Linked DNA regions of Manis javanica: region 2 is linked to region 1. The links are chromatin contacts, called in public Hi-C maps. All regions are on one chromosome and are shown on one strand. The core of a region is the stretch at or near the end of the contact, and the rest is flanking DNA. Distances in the headings are between cores, read along the strand shown. Region 1 holds the start of LOC108384823 (complement C1r subcomponent). Region 2 holds the start of ATN1 (atrophin 1).

Region 1 (7,710 bases), core at 3,821-6,320:
CAAACTCTTCTCTAAATGCTGGGGTCAAGTGAGCCCAGCCCAGTCCCCACAAAGGTCCTTCCCCATCAGGACAGCAGGTGGCAGCAGCGACATTAAATTCAACAGTAAAATCCAAACTTTCTGCACGTCCTGCACTCACGCCATGTACTCCATCCCCCACGATAACTTCAAAGACTGTCCCCTCTCCCTGATCTGTCCTTTGCCCCTTCTCAGTTAATAAGTAGCAACCCTCAGTGGGCCCAGAAGCAGGCTCAGAAGGTGAGAGAACTGGAGATGCAGAGGAGAGTTGGGACAGTGGGATGTCCATTTGTCTTTAGACATAAGCTCCCTGAGGTTGAAAGGACCTGCGCCTGAGCTAAGCTTATATCCAAGGGCAAAGGTTCCTCCTTAATCACGTGGATTAAAGCTGCCCCCAGACCCAGGGTCTAGCATCATCTTCGGGACCCCTGGCCTCATCCTTGTAATCTTATCTGGCTTAGAAAGAGCCGTCTGGTCATAATTATAATTATAAAGTAAATGTATTTAAAATGATCATTATTAAAGTGATTTAATAGCACTACCGACATTTCACTAGACAGAGAAGTGTGTTCTCAGCCATCCACAACCCTGTATTCTAATCCAGTCACAGTTGTTTTAGATTGTCTTTGTGGACATTTTCTATTTTGCAAACGTACTGAACCTACAGGTTGCAGCTTGCTTCTCCTTTTCCTCTTACCTGTCTGGGGGCCTACACACAGAGCAGACACAGCTCGTGCTCTCGAGGGGTTCCCATGGGCAAGGGGGACAAAACAGATGATTGAAGGGCTGGAAATAACCAGTTTTAGTTTTGAAAGTCTTGTGTCCCGGGAAACCTCTTGGACCCAGACAAGCCAGACAATTTCTAACAGGTCACCCTATTAGAAAGAAGTCCCAAATTAAACCAGCTCAGAATTCCATTTTAATTTACTTTATACGTTGGCCTTTTAGCTGTAACTCTTTGCCTTTCTTTGTTTAATTTGTTTTATTTTATTTTTAGGGGTTACCCAGAGGCAGCTGGTCTCAAACGTTGAGAACTTCTCAAAAATTGAGAACCCCAAAGAGCTTCTGTTTATATAGGTTATATCTGTTCATATTCACTGTATTGGAAATTAAAGCTGAGAATATTTTAAAACACAGGCCACACAGCACGGAAGTTGGTTGTCAGGGGATGTCACACCTCATGTGGCCTCTGGTAACTCCATGGTACACTCTTAAGAGAAAGAGAGAAAAGCAAATAACAGTTTAGTGTTGTTATGAAAATAATCTTGACCTCACAACCCCCATGCAAGGGCCCCAAGGACCCCAGGGTAAGGACCTAACAGTCTTGCTAGACCTCCCAGAGTCACACAGAGAGACCAACAATGAGGGGAGACAGAAGTGCATCTACCTGGAGATTTATTTCTTCAAATAAAGTAAATCAGGGTAAGTGAAAATAAATGCAAAAGTCACCAGTACTGTTAGGGCTGATAGTGTGTGATGAAAGAGTAGATCCATGGTCAGAGAGACGACACAATACTGGGCCCCAGAGCCCTGTAATCCAGGGGCTGGCTCGGCCACTCTTCCTCCTGGGCAGACCCCTGGGGCAGTTCCAGCAGGTCCTGGCTTTTCACCAGCAAGTGTCAGTAGGCTTCCTCTCCCGGGGCCCCATACCTCCTTCTTCTGCCACAATTGGCAAGAAGTGGCCCAGGCTGGACTGCTGAGCCAAGCAGGCTGCACTCAGCCACCTTACATGCTCAGACATCCAGTGAGAAGGTAGGGCCTCTGGCATCAGCTGTATCTCCAGCTCCAGGTGTCCAACTCAGGGCGGGCAGGACAGTGCAGACCAGGACCTGAGGAGTCGTCCACGGAGGCGAATTCTACTTGCCTTCACCAACCTCCCTCTCTCCGCCCCTCATTTCGAAGAGGTCGGTCCCGGTGCCTCCACATGGCCACGGCTCCTTCTACCAGAGCTCAGGGCCCAGAAAGGAATGGCAGTGATAACAGACTATCAGGGGCTGGGAATGATTGGTGGAGAACCAGGAGCCTAAAGAAATTAGAATAATATTTGAAATAGAGAAGTTAAAGCAAATAGACAGCTGGCATGTCCCCCACAGAACTTTCCTTCAGCTTCTCCTTCAAGTTAAGTCTGGGTGTCGGTAGGTAAGACATCTTCCTGGCCTCAGAGATATAAAGCGTCAATTGAGATAAAGACCACCTCCAAGATTTCAGTTCTCCCTGAGCCAGACAGCAAGTGGTGTCTACACTACAGATTTTTTAACGGTCATACTGACAATTACTCTATTTCCAGTAACTTTCTGCTCCTCCTGTCCTGGAGCCTTCCCCAGCCACAGCCCTGTTGCCCAGGTTGGGCCAAGCCCTCTCACTTGCCCTGGAGTGAAAAGACCTGTCTCCCCAATTACAGATGAAAAATGTAAGATGTCCCATATTCCACTGGTTAACTTTCTCTTTTCTTTTGTACCTTTTAAGCTTCTCAGGCCTGCCTTTCTTTCCCTCTAAATACTCCATAATGAAATTCTGGTGCTTGGCTTTAAAAAGCAAGCCCCACAGAAGCTAACGAAACAGATCTCAGCAAAATGAGGAGAAAGCATGTTCCCTCTTATCCTAGAGTTGCAGAAAATCAGACATGGTTGTTCTTCAGAGAGCAGACCTGACAAAGTGGTGAATCAGGAACATTCCGTCTCACTGGTGTGAAAATAGATAATCCTGTTCTTGTTACATTCATATCATCTTTGGAAGTGTAATTTGTACAAAGCAATCTTTTTAGACATTCAGGCTTCAGAGATGACGGCTGTATGGTAAGTGCAATGTAATCTATGAACCTTCAAAGTCTACAGCTCTGGTTGGCTTTTGGTAACTTTACTCTGAAAACAATATTTAAACTAACCTCTTCAATTTCCAAAAGACGTAAGTACTTGTGAGATTGTTTGTTAGACCCAGAGAATACCTTTGGGACTCTCCTCTCCCCTTTTCAAACATAAAGGTAAAATCCCATTACTCTGTTTGATTCATTTTGCAAAGAGTTTAAGAGTCTGTGATTATTTGAATTAACTGGAGGAATTCCTGCCCTGTGATCTACCAGGAAAAAGAGGAATCAGCCTTGTGGGAAAAGCTAAAAAAAAAAAAAGGAAAGAGGGTGAGGCTGTAAAACGCTGAGTTCAATTCACTTGAGAGCATTTGGCATTTGTGGGTTGCCTGTAGCACCCCTTCCCCAGGCGTGATCACATGCTCTGACCATGATATTTGGGGTCCTCATCTCCACTGTGCTATTACTCAAGAGACAATGAAAATTCCCAAGCCCAACTCTACCTTGCCAGGCCAGAGCCTCCCCAGGAAGATGGAGCAACATAATGCTCAGAGGAGAGGACGCTGTTGGAGCTGAAGCTTGCATCAAGGAAGAGGAGGAAATTAATAACACAGGAGAAAGGGAGAAAAGTAATGGAGAGGAGGGGGGCAAGTAAAGGAAGAGTTAGAGGAGAACATGCCACCAGGGACCTGAGCAGTGGGCATGGGCCCAGGGAGATGACTCCATGGGATGGGGCGGAGAGGGATTGCCTCCCAAGCGCTGCCTTGGACTAAGGATGAAGGAAGGATGCTCCTAGACAGAGAGGAATGGAGAAGTAAAGCTTGAGGAGGAGCCTGGTCGTTCGGGAGGGCCTAGGGAGAGCCTGGAAGGAGCTGCTTATTGCTATTACAGGATCACAGAACAGGACAGAGGTGTACCACTGTAGCTACTTTGTATCTTTAGATTTTTCTCCCTCTGTGATTAGATTGCTGGACTACAACTGTATTTAGTTACCTTATGTTGGGTAGAGGAAGTGTCCTGCAGAAGGGGAGGAGGGAAAGTCAGGGGCCAAAGGGTGTTAGTAGAAAAGTACTTAGCGAAGTGGTAGTGGGCTGCGGGGGGTAGGGGTTTTCCAGGAGTTAGCATAGAGGGGAGACGGGAAGCAAAGAGACTTCCTACCCATATACTGAAGATTCAGTGGCACACATTTCACGATCATGTGTCTGGGCTGGGCGCTGTTTTAGCCATCACTAATGGTGAGCCAGGGGACCACAGACCCTGCCTGAATGCAGCCGGCCAGCTGGCCTGATGGACTGCTCGTGAGGGCGCCACAGGGTTCCCAGAGGGTCTCTTTAAAGCACAGACCAAGAGTGGGACTGGAGTGTGCGGGGAGCCATTCTCAGCATCTGGCGACAGTGGTAGTAGGTAGAATGGGGAGAGAAGGGAAAACAGGACTATTGGACAAGGCTGCCACCATGTATGCCTCTGAGCCCCCTGGGTTGCAGCCCCGTGACCAGCAGTGGAGCGGATTCTTCCCCACCCCTGCCCACCTCCCCAGCCCGGTCAGACCACGGGCAGTGGGGCTGCTCTGAGCCGGTTCTGTGGGCAGCAGGACCCCCTAGGGCAGCCCACCCGGTCAGAAGGAGTGTGTCCTGGGGGAGCAGGCTGCTGCTGACCTTCCACGTACCTCCTCTGAGGACAAGACCACCAGCCTCCACTAAGCTTTCTGGCTCCCTTCCAAGCCCTGGGTGAGTGTCCCTCCTGGAGAAACAGGGAGGGTGGCCTCTGCCCGCAGCCATGGCGCCTGGTGTCTGTCTAAAGAAGCTAGAGTCTGGGCCTGACCCCAGCCGGGCCCCAGCCTAGCTCTGCTGGACAAGCATCTTCAGCGGTTGCGGGCAGGGTTCAAAAGACAACCTAGGTGGCTGACTCCCCTTCCCCCATGCCTGATGAGGAGCAGGAAGGAAGAAGCCGCTCAGGTCCACCGCCTACAAGAGACGGTCTGGTAATTAAATGAGTGGAAAAGGCAGAGAGGGAGAGGTATGGCCAATTAAGAGCGACAGCCCTAACTCACAAGGAGCCCTCCTAGCGTGCGATACAAGCACAAAGTAAAAAGTAATGCCCCCACCCTTGATCTCTTCTGAGGTCCCGCGAGGTTTGGAAGCCGTTTCCCCTCTAGATTGGGTGGGTGAGCTAGTCCTGAACTCGACAGCAGGTGGCGCTCAAACCAGGGAATTAGAAAAAGGGAACCGTGGAGGGTTGCTTAACTCATTTCCAGTAACTTCCTCCTCCCCCGTGGGGCCCTCTGCAGCCCCACCTGTGTCCCCTCCCGCCGGTCCCTGTCCCATTCCAGGTACCTGGTCTCCGAGTGAGGGAAGTACCTCTGGAGAAGCCCCCACTCCACAAGCTGCCCGGGGAAGATGTGAGTGTGCAGTGCGGCGACCTGGAGGAGAGGAAAAGGGTGGGGAGAGGGGCACCGGGGCCCAGGGGCACACAGGCACACACACAAGCACACACGCACCACCGGCTCACGCAGAGGGGGAGCTGGAGTTTGCCCGAGGCCCCCAGCAGCCTTCCCTGCGGTCAGGCCCAGCGCTCCAAGCTAGCAAACGTGTCTAAAAGTCCCTCACTTGTGCACTGTTGCCCCCTCAGTTCCCAGGGTGGGCTACAGCCCCACTTTGGACGAGAGGAGTGCTGGGGGAAACTCAGAGTCCCGGGGCTCAAGGCAGGCAGCTAAAGGACCCGGGCTGAGGAGGGGCAATGAGGGAACAGCCAGAAGGGCCCAGTCTCCAGGGCCGAGGCCAGCTGCTAAGGCCTCAAACCATTAGCATCACCTGCCCCTACACCTCATATTTCCGCAGGCCCCACACCACAGCTGTGGGACCTCATCTTGCCCTCACACTTCTACAGGTGGTGGCTGCTCCTCTGGGGAGTCCTCCAGGCTTGGCCCATGCAGGGCTCTGCACTCTTGGCCCAGCTGCTACCCCAGGAGCTGACATCTCCTGGATACCCAGAGCCATATGTCAAAGGCCAAGAGATGATCGTTGACATCAGGGCTCCAGAGGGCCTTGCCGTGAGGCTGGTCTTCCAGGACTTCGACCTAGAGCCGTCCCAGAACTGTGAGGGGGACTCAGTCACAGTGAGCTGGGGTCCAGGTCCTGGAGGAACCCGGGGAGGGGGCCTGCTGGCCCGGAGCACAGGTGCAGGGGGAGGTGGCTGTGCTCTGATCACAGAGGATGGATGAAGAGCCCTTGTCGGGGGAAGGGGGCGGCCTACCTGGGAGGCGAGGGCTACTCCAGCACACAGCCTTCCACCCACCACCCTGTCCCTGCCCCTGCTGCCATCCGGGCCCCACAGAACACAGGAGGGGGCGGGAAGACAGGCCTGCCACTTGAAGCCCTACAAAGGGACAAACACATACCACAAGACCCTAAGGTGAAAGGGCAAGACTCACACCTCAGCCGTTAAAAGCCCACCCACAAGCGTTCATCGAGTGCCTGCGCTGTGAGGTCAGGAAGCTCAGCGTAAGTAACAATGTTAGGTGACAGTTCAAGTTTACCTTAGAAAAGTTTTCGAAAAACTTGTGACAAGAGCCTTAATCAGAATAAGGACACTCTAAAAACAATTCTTCACATTAGCTTTTGGGTTAAATTTTATTTGTATCAAAATAGTACATGTGCATAATTTTTTAAAAAATCAGAGTACTACAGGCTTATGATGAAAACCAGCGTCTCCAGCCTACTCCTCCCCCCACCACTGTGACTCCTGGGGAGGGGGGGGCAGTCATTTACAATTCATGGTGCTGTTTCATCTGGCATTTATTTTCCTATGTATAATAGCATGCTTTTTTTTTTTTGGCCTATTACCTATTAATCTCAAACTTCCCTCTCTTAGACCTTTACCACCCACATTTCCCATCCTCCCAGTTTCCCTGTATTACCATTTTTAGTTAAATCTATATTCACTATTTACATTATTTTGACTTAAAATATTCACATCCAGCACATGGTGTACAATAATTATATTTCCTTTCTTCTCCAACTTTTGGGTTTCCCAGAAGTCAATAATTACATGAAGTTCTTTGGGGTTTTTTGTTTGTTTCTGTTTTGATTTTTCAGTTTGTTTAGTTCTCTCTGTGGCTAGTCTTCCCAGACTCAGCCAGGAGAGTAAATCTTCTCTCTGACACATTCAGCTACAAATCTCAATCTCTTAGTCCGTTGTACTGGCGACATCCCACGTGAAGATCTCTTGATTTATTTCTTCAGTCTGAGTTCTTGGCTAAGCCTGCACCCAATCTGGGATTTCCCTTCTCCCTCATTCTGGGTATTTCCTTCATCTCTCCCATGTTAGAACTGAAGCCCACGTTTCTGGGTTCACTCCTTCATTTTGGAGGAGCACATTCCCCTCCAAAATAAGGGAGTGGTTGCTTTTAATTGCATTTAAGTTATAGGTCATTTTCTCCCAGAATTTTGATGTCATTGTCTTCTAGCTCTGGTGTTAAGTCTGGTACCAGTATTCCTGACTCTTAGATTTTCCTCTCCAGAACTTTGAGAAGACTTCCCTTATTACCTAGGGTTCTGGACTTCACGATGTGCCTTGATACAGGTCGTCCTGTACTCATCATTCAGTGCTCTGTAATCTAGAGGCTCTTTAAACATGGTCCTTCAATGCTGGGAATGTTCTTGCATTTCTTTTTAAATCATTCCCTGGTGGCTGCTTTCTTTGTCCTCTCTCTGGAACTCCCAGGTCTTAGCTGTTGTATGTTCTGGACTGATTCTCTAACTTGTTTATCCATTCTGTTCTTTTTGCAGCTGTTTGTCTTTTTGTTCCACTTTCTGGGAGATATTCTCACTTTTACCGCCAACTTTTTAATTAATGTCTGTTTTGTTTTGTTTCTGCCAATGTACTTCTTT
Region 2 (7,710 bases), core at 2,204-4,703, 140 kb after region 1:
CAACCATTTTTCTTCAACTATAACTACTATCACATTTTTTAGTTGTTCTGTAGACTGGTTTTAAAATATCGTCAACAAGAAAAAATCCAAAGAACAACACCCAGCATAACAAAGGGGGAAGACAAACTTAACAAAAGCACAGCAAAGGTGACTGTTGGTGATGGGTGTGTCTCTGCCAGCTCCTCTAGGGGAAGGATGCCAGTCTCCTCCCCACCCCAGAACCTGTTCACCAAGTCAGGTAGAGCTAGGGGATCCCAAAGGTCAGAGAAATGCAGGAATGTACCTGAAGGACTGAACAATCATAGTGTGACCCTCCCCCTACCTCAAATTTCTTAATCAGTTGAAATCTGATAAAAGGAGGAGAAAAGCAGTCATAAAAGGACAGGTAATCCTGGGGATAAGGAGTGGCAGGGGGAGTTCAGGGTGGGTTGTATGTCTCTGAACCGGCGGCATGTTTAGCACCAACAAGCTAAGCTACACTCCATCTTGCCCTAGTGGCCTGTCACTGTAACTAGTATTTACAGAGCACCTACTGTGCATCTGGCAATACACTAAGCACATTCCCCTTCACTGCCTTACTGCAAAAGGGAAATGGTAAAGACAAACTGGGAAGGTGGAAAAGTGAGAAACAGGAGAAGAGTCTGGTAAAGAAATTAAGGGAGAAATATGAAAAGGATGTCAAAGAGAGTATCTGACACAATCGAGGTGGGAAGCTTTCTGGGAAAGAATTGCAGAGTGAATTTTAGGATCACTGGCCCAGCCCCCATCATCATTCCAGACCTGCCAGACTAACAAACCAGTCCAAAGTGACTCCTAGATAACCATACAGCCTAGACCAGCAGATAACAATGCACTGGCCTAAGCCTTCTTAAGAATCCAGCAATGTCAGAGGGGCCTCAGAAATCATCTCATCTATCACCCCTTAATCTTACAATGAAGCCAAGGCTCAAAGAAAGAAGTGACTTGCCCAAGGTTACAGTTAGAGGTACAGGCTGGACTAGACCAGGTCTCCTATTTCAGAGTACTCCCACTGCACCAGGCTGTTCCACAGCCCTCTCCACCGGGCTACCCTCACCTGGGATGGGCGGGGAAAGACCTGCCACTCCTACAAGGTCAGTGAAATAGACGGTCAAAGGTTAGCTGAAAGGAGTTATCATCCCGGTGACAGATTGGGAAAGAGGAAAAGGGAAACTTGGAAAGGGAGACTCAAGTTTAAGAAAATGGAATATCAGTGCAAAGAAGCAAAAAGACTATACAGAAAATCCATTGTAATAAGAAAGGTAGAGGCCAGAGAGAATACCAAAAGAGGGTACAACTTAAACTATTCCACCCTCCCACCCCATGCCTAGGGGGAGGGACTTGGAGAAACATCTATGACCTGCAAGTAACATGTCCACCTGGTCTAAGAGACTGCTGAATGGAAGAGGGGGATCCTCTGGGGAACCTCCTATCCCCACTGCAGCACCAGAAACATCCTCCAGAACCCAGCCAAGAGTCCCAAGGACACAGCCAAGGGCTGAGGTCCAATCAAGATTCTGAAACCCCACCTATTGGACATCCCACTGGATCATTGCCATGGCAACGAAGTGGCCCCTCAAGAGTCCATCCCAGGGGTCCACCTGCCAGCCACTCCCCTTCCAGTTGCCAAAGCAACCCCTACTCTCTCCTATGGCACCCTCAGGGAAGGGAGCTTAAGAGTACCTACCCCAGTAGAAATAAGCCCATGCACAAAGGGAAATCTGAGCTCAGAACAGTAATGAAGACCCCCACACACACTAAACAGCAGCTAGAGGGGCAGTGGGTGCTCTGGGGATTTGAGAGTGGAGGTCACAACTTGCCTGGAGTGCCTAGAAGATCTCCCAATTCTCTCCTGTTTCCACCCTCCCAGAGAGCCTTTCTCCCTAACTCTCCCTTCAGTGTCCGGGCCTCCTCCTCCCTCTAGGAGGCCCCACACCACTGGGCCTCCGTGTGCCTCTCTCCAAGAAGTAACTATATCTGGGATTGGGAAAACGGGGTCAGAGGTGACTGGCATAGGGGAAGGAAAACCGAGTCACAAAGGCATCACCTTCCCACTTTCACACGGGAACACCTCAGGTTCTTCTCAAAGATAGACCTCTCCGTGGCCCTTTCCCAGCCTCCCTTTTCCCAGGTTCCATTCTCCTCCCTCATCAGCCACAATCCCTCTCTTTCCACCTACCACACCCCTTCCCCATTTCCCACTCCCTCCTATGCCCGGCGCTCCCAATCCCCGGCTCTGAAGCCCGGGTTCTGGGCCTTTGGGGCTTTTCCTGTAGCCCTCGTGCCCCACCTCGCTGCCATCTCCCCATTCCTTTTTGCCTTCTCCCCGAAACCCCCTCACGGGCATCCCCCGTTTTGCCTCCGCCAACCCTCCACCTCGGTGTTCCTTTTTAGATCCCGGGGTCCTGGCTAGTCTCTTGCCCCATCAGGCCTCCTCCTGAGACCATCCCACCTCCCCCCACCTTCCCGGTCCACCGGGTGCCCCGGCCCCATCCCTCCTCTGGGGCCAGCCCCACCCTCTGAGCCCCCGGCCTCAGGCCGGGCACTGCCCGCAGTGGGGGGACCGGATCGGGAACATAACAAATGGAGGAGGCGGCAGCGGCGGGAGGAGGAACTGGAAGGGGTGGGGGTGGGGAGCCGCGAGCCAGAACCCGGGCGGGCCCGGGGCCCAGGTCGTAGCAGATCCTACCTGGTTGTAGCTCGGGACGGCTGGCTGGCTCCGAGCGGGATTAGGGGCTCCGGCGCCTCCGGGGAGCGGCGACGGCCGCTCCCCCGCCTCTTCCCGGCTTCAGTCGCCGCCGCGACGGCGGCGGCGGCGGCCCCGACCCCGGAGGGCGGCCTCCATTCCCCGTTTCCCCCACCCGGCCCCGATCGTCCGCCGGCCCGTGGAGCAAGGCCCGATTCCTACTCTCGCTCGGCCCCTCCCCGGGCCCGCCGCCTCCCCCGGCCGCCGGAACGCCCGAGCCGCGCTGCTAGCCCGAGCCGCGCCGCCGCCCCCGCGGCCCGGCCGGCCCTTTGCGTGTCTCTGACCCGCCGCCCGCGCCCGCCCCGCACCCCCGCACTCGCGCGATCCCCGGGCCCCTAGACGGCCTCCGCCCGCGGCCCCCGCCCCTTTCCGGGCGGTGGGCTCCCTCGCCCCCTCCTGTCCCCTCCCCGAGGCCGGTGGTCCCCCCCCAGAAGGGTCCCGGCCCGAGGCCCCGGCCCGACGCGGGGCTGCGCACGGGCTGGGCGGCGCGTCCGGCGACTCGTACAGGAAAGCGGACGGCGAAGGGAGGGAGCTCGGGGAGGGGGATGGGAGAAGGGAGGAAGAGGGAGAAGGAGGGAGCGCGGAGGAGCCGGGGAGAGGGGCCAGGAGGGAGACGCGAGGGAGGGCGCGCGAGGCGCGCGGCGAGGGGGGAGCTCGGGGGACCCGGAGAGGGGGAGGCGCCGTGCGAGTTGGCCCCGAGCGGGGCCGGGCGGCCGGGGCCGGGAGGGGGTCGCCGCGGCGAAGGTGGGAGCCCGCGGGCCCGGCGCCGGAGAGGGGTAGAGAAGGGGGGGTGCGGTTGAAGGGGCAGATATGGGGGAGACCGGAGAAGTTAGGGCAAAGGGGGTCTATGGAAGATGTGAGGTGGGGGCTGTGGGTGTGGGCAGAGACTGGGGTAATGGGGTGGTCTGGGAAGATGGGGCTGCGCAGGGGCTTTGGGGGAGTGTGACAAGGAGAGGTGAAAAAGCTTGGGGTGACAGTCTGTGGCAGACTTGTAGCGGGAGAGGTTGGGGGGCAATTATGAGAGAATTGGGATGGAATTGAGAACTGGGGTCCTAAAGAGGGTAAGAAATGGAGCCGATGGAGAAAGGATGGGTTTCCGGAAGAGTATAGTTTGGGGGTGGGGGTGGTTGGTGTTAGGAAAAGAATACAGAATACAAGAATTTGGGGGTGATGAAGAAAAGCTGGAAAGAAGTAAGAACGGAAATGTCAGTGTGGAAAGGGAAGGGAAAGCTGCGGAGTCCGTAGGAATGAAGGCGGGGCCTGAGGAGGCTGGGGCCGGGTGGGATGGGAGGGTGGAAGGCCCTGGGGCTGGCAATGGGAGGGCCTTTCCAGGAGAGTCTTGGTTGGTAAAACAAGGCAGATAGAATTGGGGGGGGGGGGGAGCCCATAAGAAATGCAAGATAAACAAGGCTTTTGAGGGCACTGTGGAGGGAAGGCCAGTGATGGACATACAGAAGGGAGAGCAGAAGGAAATGGTGGACATGGGGGAGGGCAAGCCCGAAGTGGGGAAGCGAAGACTAGGCGTGGGACACCATCCTCAGGCCCTTCTGGCTGGTGGTATCTCTATTTTCCTTCTCAGATCTACTTGAAGATGGTACTTGGGGCCACAGGGAAGGGGTTGGGTGGGGATCAGCCTCACAGTGGAGCCCCACCCCTACATGCCTTGGGTCCCCGATCATTCTAATATGGAGATGGTCCCCATATAGACCACAGGCTCTGCCTTTCCTCAGACGCTCCCCAGACTCTGACACTGTCAGTTCAGTCCTAAAGGCAGCACCCTACCCGCCCACCACCAATGTCTTCTGGGCTCCCTCCCTGGCCCCACACCAAGCAGCAACATCTCCCAGGACAAAGGACACCAAGACACTGGGTGATTTTTGGCAGCAGAGACTGGGAAGGCCAGATAATGGGAGGGAGGCAGGCAGGGAAACAGGAAGAACTGGAGCTGGAGTCTGGATTGGGAGTCCCCAGTAACTCTCTAGATTTGGGGTGGGGGTCGGGTCAGTGCGGGGCCTGGTCAGCTAGAGGCCAAGGGTGGGCCCTGAATGGCAAGATCCCACCAAGCCTCCTGGGAAGGAGGTTGGCTCGGTAGCAAACTCAGTAGGTTTTGCCCCTTATTTCCTTGGCCGGGCTCAGCCAAGTTCTAGGAATAACCAAAAGCTCTAAACGGCTTCTAAAGCACTAGGGAACCCGAGCGAGGCTTCTCACCCAAGAATGTATCATTCTTTTTTGCTCTCCTGAATTGGTTAGCACTCACTCTACTACCCCAGGCCCACCTACTTCATCCCTCAGGGTCTTCCAGAGACCCCCACCCCTGCAGCCTCCTGCCCCCTCCCCCAGTGCTCCCTCCCTGTCCTCAAAGCCCTAGGATTGCCCCCTCCCCCCACTTTGTTCCCAGGCTCCTCCCCTCCTCCCTCCCTACCGCATTTCCTCTGCATTTCTCAGCCCAGTCTCCCACTGGGCCCTGGCCCAGGCCCTTCCCAACTCCCTTCCAGCCTGAGCTTTTCTCCATTTTTTCACCACTTTGATAAACTGATGTATCTGAGCTTAAAAGAAAAATTTAGGCACAGGTAGGAAAAGGGTATGGGAAGTGTCAGAAGAGAAGCCAGGGCCTAAACCCTCCAATTCCTCCCCTACCTGAGGGCCAGGCTCATAGTTCCCACACACATACACCCCATCATCCCTCACCCCAGCTCCCAGTCAGTCCCGGCCCCCCACAACCTACTGGTCTCCAGGCAACGGCACAAAGGGAAAGTGGAGAGGGGCCTAGGAGGCCCAGGCTGAGCTAGCTGTAACCCAGTCCAGCCCAGTACCTGAGAGGTGGTGGACAGAGCTGCGGGAGTGGCGACCTAGATGGTAAGGAGGGAATAAAGGGCAAAGGTCAGGAATTGTGGCTCCAACCAGAATCGTCCTGATCAGTACGTAAGTTACCAGATAGATATAATGGACCCCAGGGGGAAAAACAAGAGCACAGAGAAAAGGACAGTGAGCCCCCAAGGGAAACAGCAAGGGGCACCAGGAGACATACAGAGGAGGGGAGACATACAGAGAAAGATCACTGAAGCACAGAGGAGAGGGGACCGGAGCTCTTTGAATTGAAAATGGCTGAGGTGTCAGTGACACAGGAAGGGGAAGAGCAGTGGGTCCCGCCCACACAGAACTGGAATCCCTCTAGTCTTGGTGCTGGGCAGGTTGGCGCAGAAGCCCAGGACCAGAACATGAGAAGCAGAGTGGGAGGCCCACTGAGGAAACAACCTTGAGATTCCGCCCATCCCCACTCATCGCTAGCCCAGTGTGGTGGCCTGCGGAACTGTGCCTCCCCCTAGTGGTACCGCTCCCCACGTGCAGCTCCTACCAACCACGGCACTGCCCACTTCTGGAGCACTGTAAGGATTTCTCCCCCCACCCCTCAGCAAGGGGCTCCACTGGAGCTGAAGGCTTACTGGGGTCTCAGCCCCTCACAGGCTGACCCAGTCAAGGTGCCTGCTGAGCACTTCAGGTCGTGAATCTCCAGTTTACTGGAAGACTCAGTTTCCTCAGGCCACCTTTGTATCTACTGGTTGGTACCATTTGCCCTCCCCAGTCCCCCATCCTCCAGGGATGATGCAAGGCTGTTCCAGCCCAGAAGCAGCCAAGATTTTGTTTGGAAGAGGCCCTCTATGGGAGCTACTCGAGTCCACAGCTTTATCCCTCCTTTGGTCAAAGCCCTTTGGGAATCATTGGAAAACACTTGGACTCCTTGCCCCCAAAATGCATATGCACACAAAATTTTTGAGACTTTTAGGAATTCTTGGACCCCAGGTTAAGAGCCCCTAATTCACCTAGGTCCTGGGTCCAGGCTTGCTGCTGAGAAGACAGGAGTAATATGGTCCCTGCCAGGCCAGGGTGGGGTTGGCAAGGCTGCCATCCTGGCCATATTTGCTTTCTTCCTCATGTGCATCTCACCAGCTCTGCTATCCAGTTTCACCAACTTCCAGGCACTCCATCTTCTCTCCCCTTACCAGAGTAAGACTCCTCAGACAACAGCGCACTGTGACTCAGACTTTAATGGTGGTGCTCATTTCAGCACCACAGAGGTGGTGAGGACTGTGGAACATGGCCCTGGGGGGTTGGGGGGAGACCAGGCAAGCTGGGGCTGGGGAGAGAGTTACTGGGAAGAGACCCCAGATGCGCAGCCCACTGCTGGATGGAACCAGGCTTCGGTTACGGGTTCGTACACACAAAGAAACTGCCAGCAAGGGCCCGTTGTTACCCTTCTCATTTCCAGAGAGACCTCCCACCCAGATAATCTCAGAATCTACAGCCACAGGAGATACAGACACACAGTCCCCTCCAGTCAGGCCAGTTTTGGGCCCTGGACTTAATGGGGAAATGCTTAAGTAACAGGATGAGTGAAAAATAAATGAGTAAATAATACACTGAAGTTGTAAACCAGGCATGATCACGCAGCCACCACTCCCCTCCACCCCAGCACCATGCACTCCCTGGCTGGTGGGCAACATGGAAAACACAGAACCAGCCCAAAGCACAAGCGCCACGTGGACCCTCTCTAAACACCTCAGCAACCAACCCTGAGGCTCCCATCGCAGACTATGATGGTTCTTCCATGCACCCCTTATAACCCTCAGTCCCATGGCCAGTTTTTGAGGAAAGAGACTAGAAAGGTAGAAGTGGAGAGTGTGGGACCCAGAGGGTGGAAAGCAGAGGCAGCAGGGCCAGGATAAGCCAAGGAACAGCGCAGCAGCTCAGCCGGGGCATCGGGGTGAAAGGTCATAGAGCAGGACAGGAAGAAAAAGGTCCAAGGAGGACAGGAGAGGGGTTCCAAGTCTCCAGGCAAGTGGAGAGATCACAGCACACTGGGATTGCGGAAATTATGTCCAGCGAAGCGAGCTTCATCCCCCAGCTCTTCTTCAATTCTGAGAGAGACGAGCAGAAAGAAAAGAGTC

Evidence for each region. Hi-C and Micro-C count contacts between places; a contact is called where the count stands out from the background.
Region 2: a contact with region 1 is called in a Hi-C map of fibroblasts, with 6 times the contacts expected there. The contact joins the promoter of ATN1 here to the promoter of LOC108384823 in region 1. A contact is called at or near these places in 2 of 2 Hi-C or Micro-C datasets (blood and fibroblasts).

What each region holds. Positions count from the first base shown.
Region 1 is chr15:25,442,468-25,450,177 of MJ_LKY, forward strand. LOC108384823 (complement C1r subcomponent) reads left to right here and starts at 5,071. Exons shown (of 16, transcript XM_017642018.3): 1 at 5,071-5,219; 2 at 5,708-5,936. The coding sequence starts at 5,218.
Region 2 is chr15:25,585,030-25,592,739 of MJ_LKY, forward strand. ATN1 (atrophin 1) reads right to left here and starts at 3,454. Exons shown (of 10, transcript XM_037004555.2): 1 at 2,708-3,454. It overlaps ENO2 (enolase 2), which reads right to left. Exons shown (of 12, transcript XM_017642034.3): 12 at 6,793-7,680. The coding sequence ends at 7,611.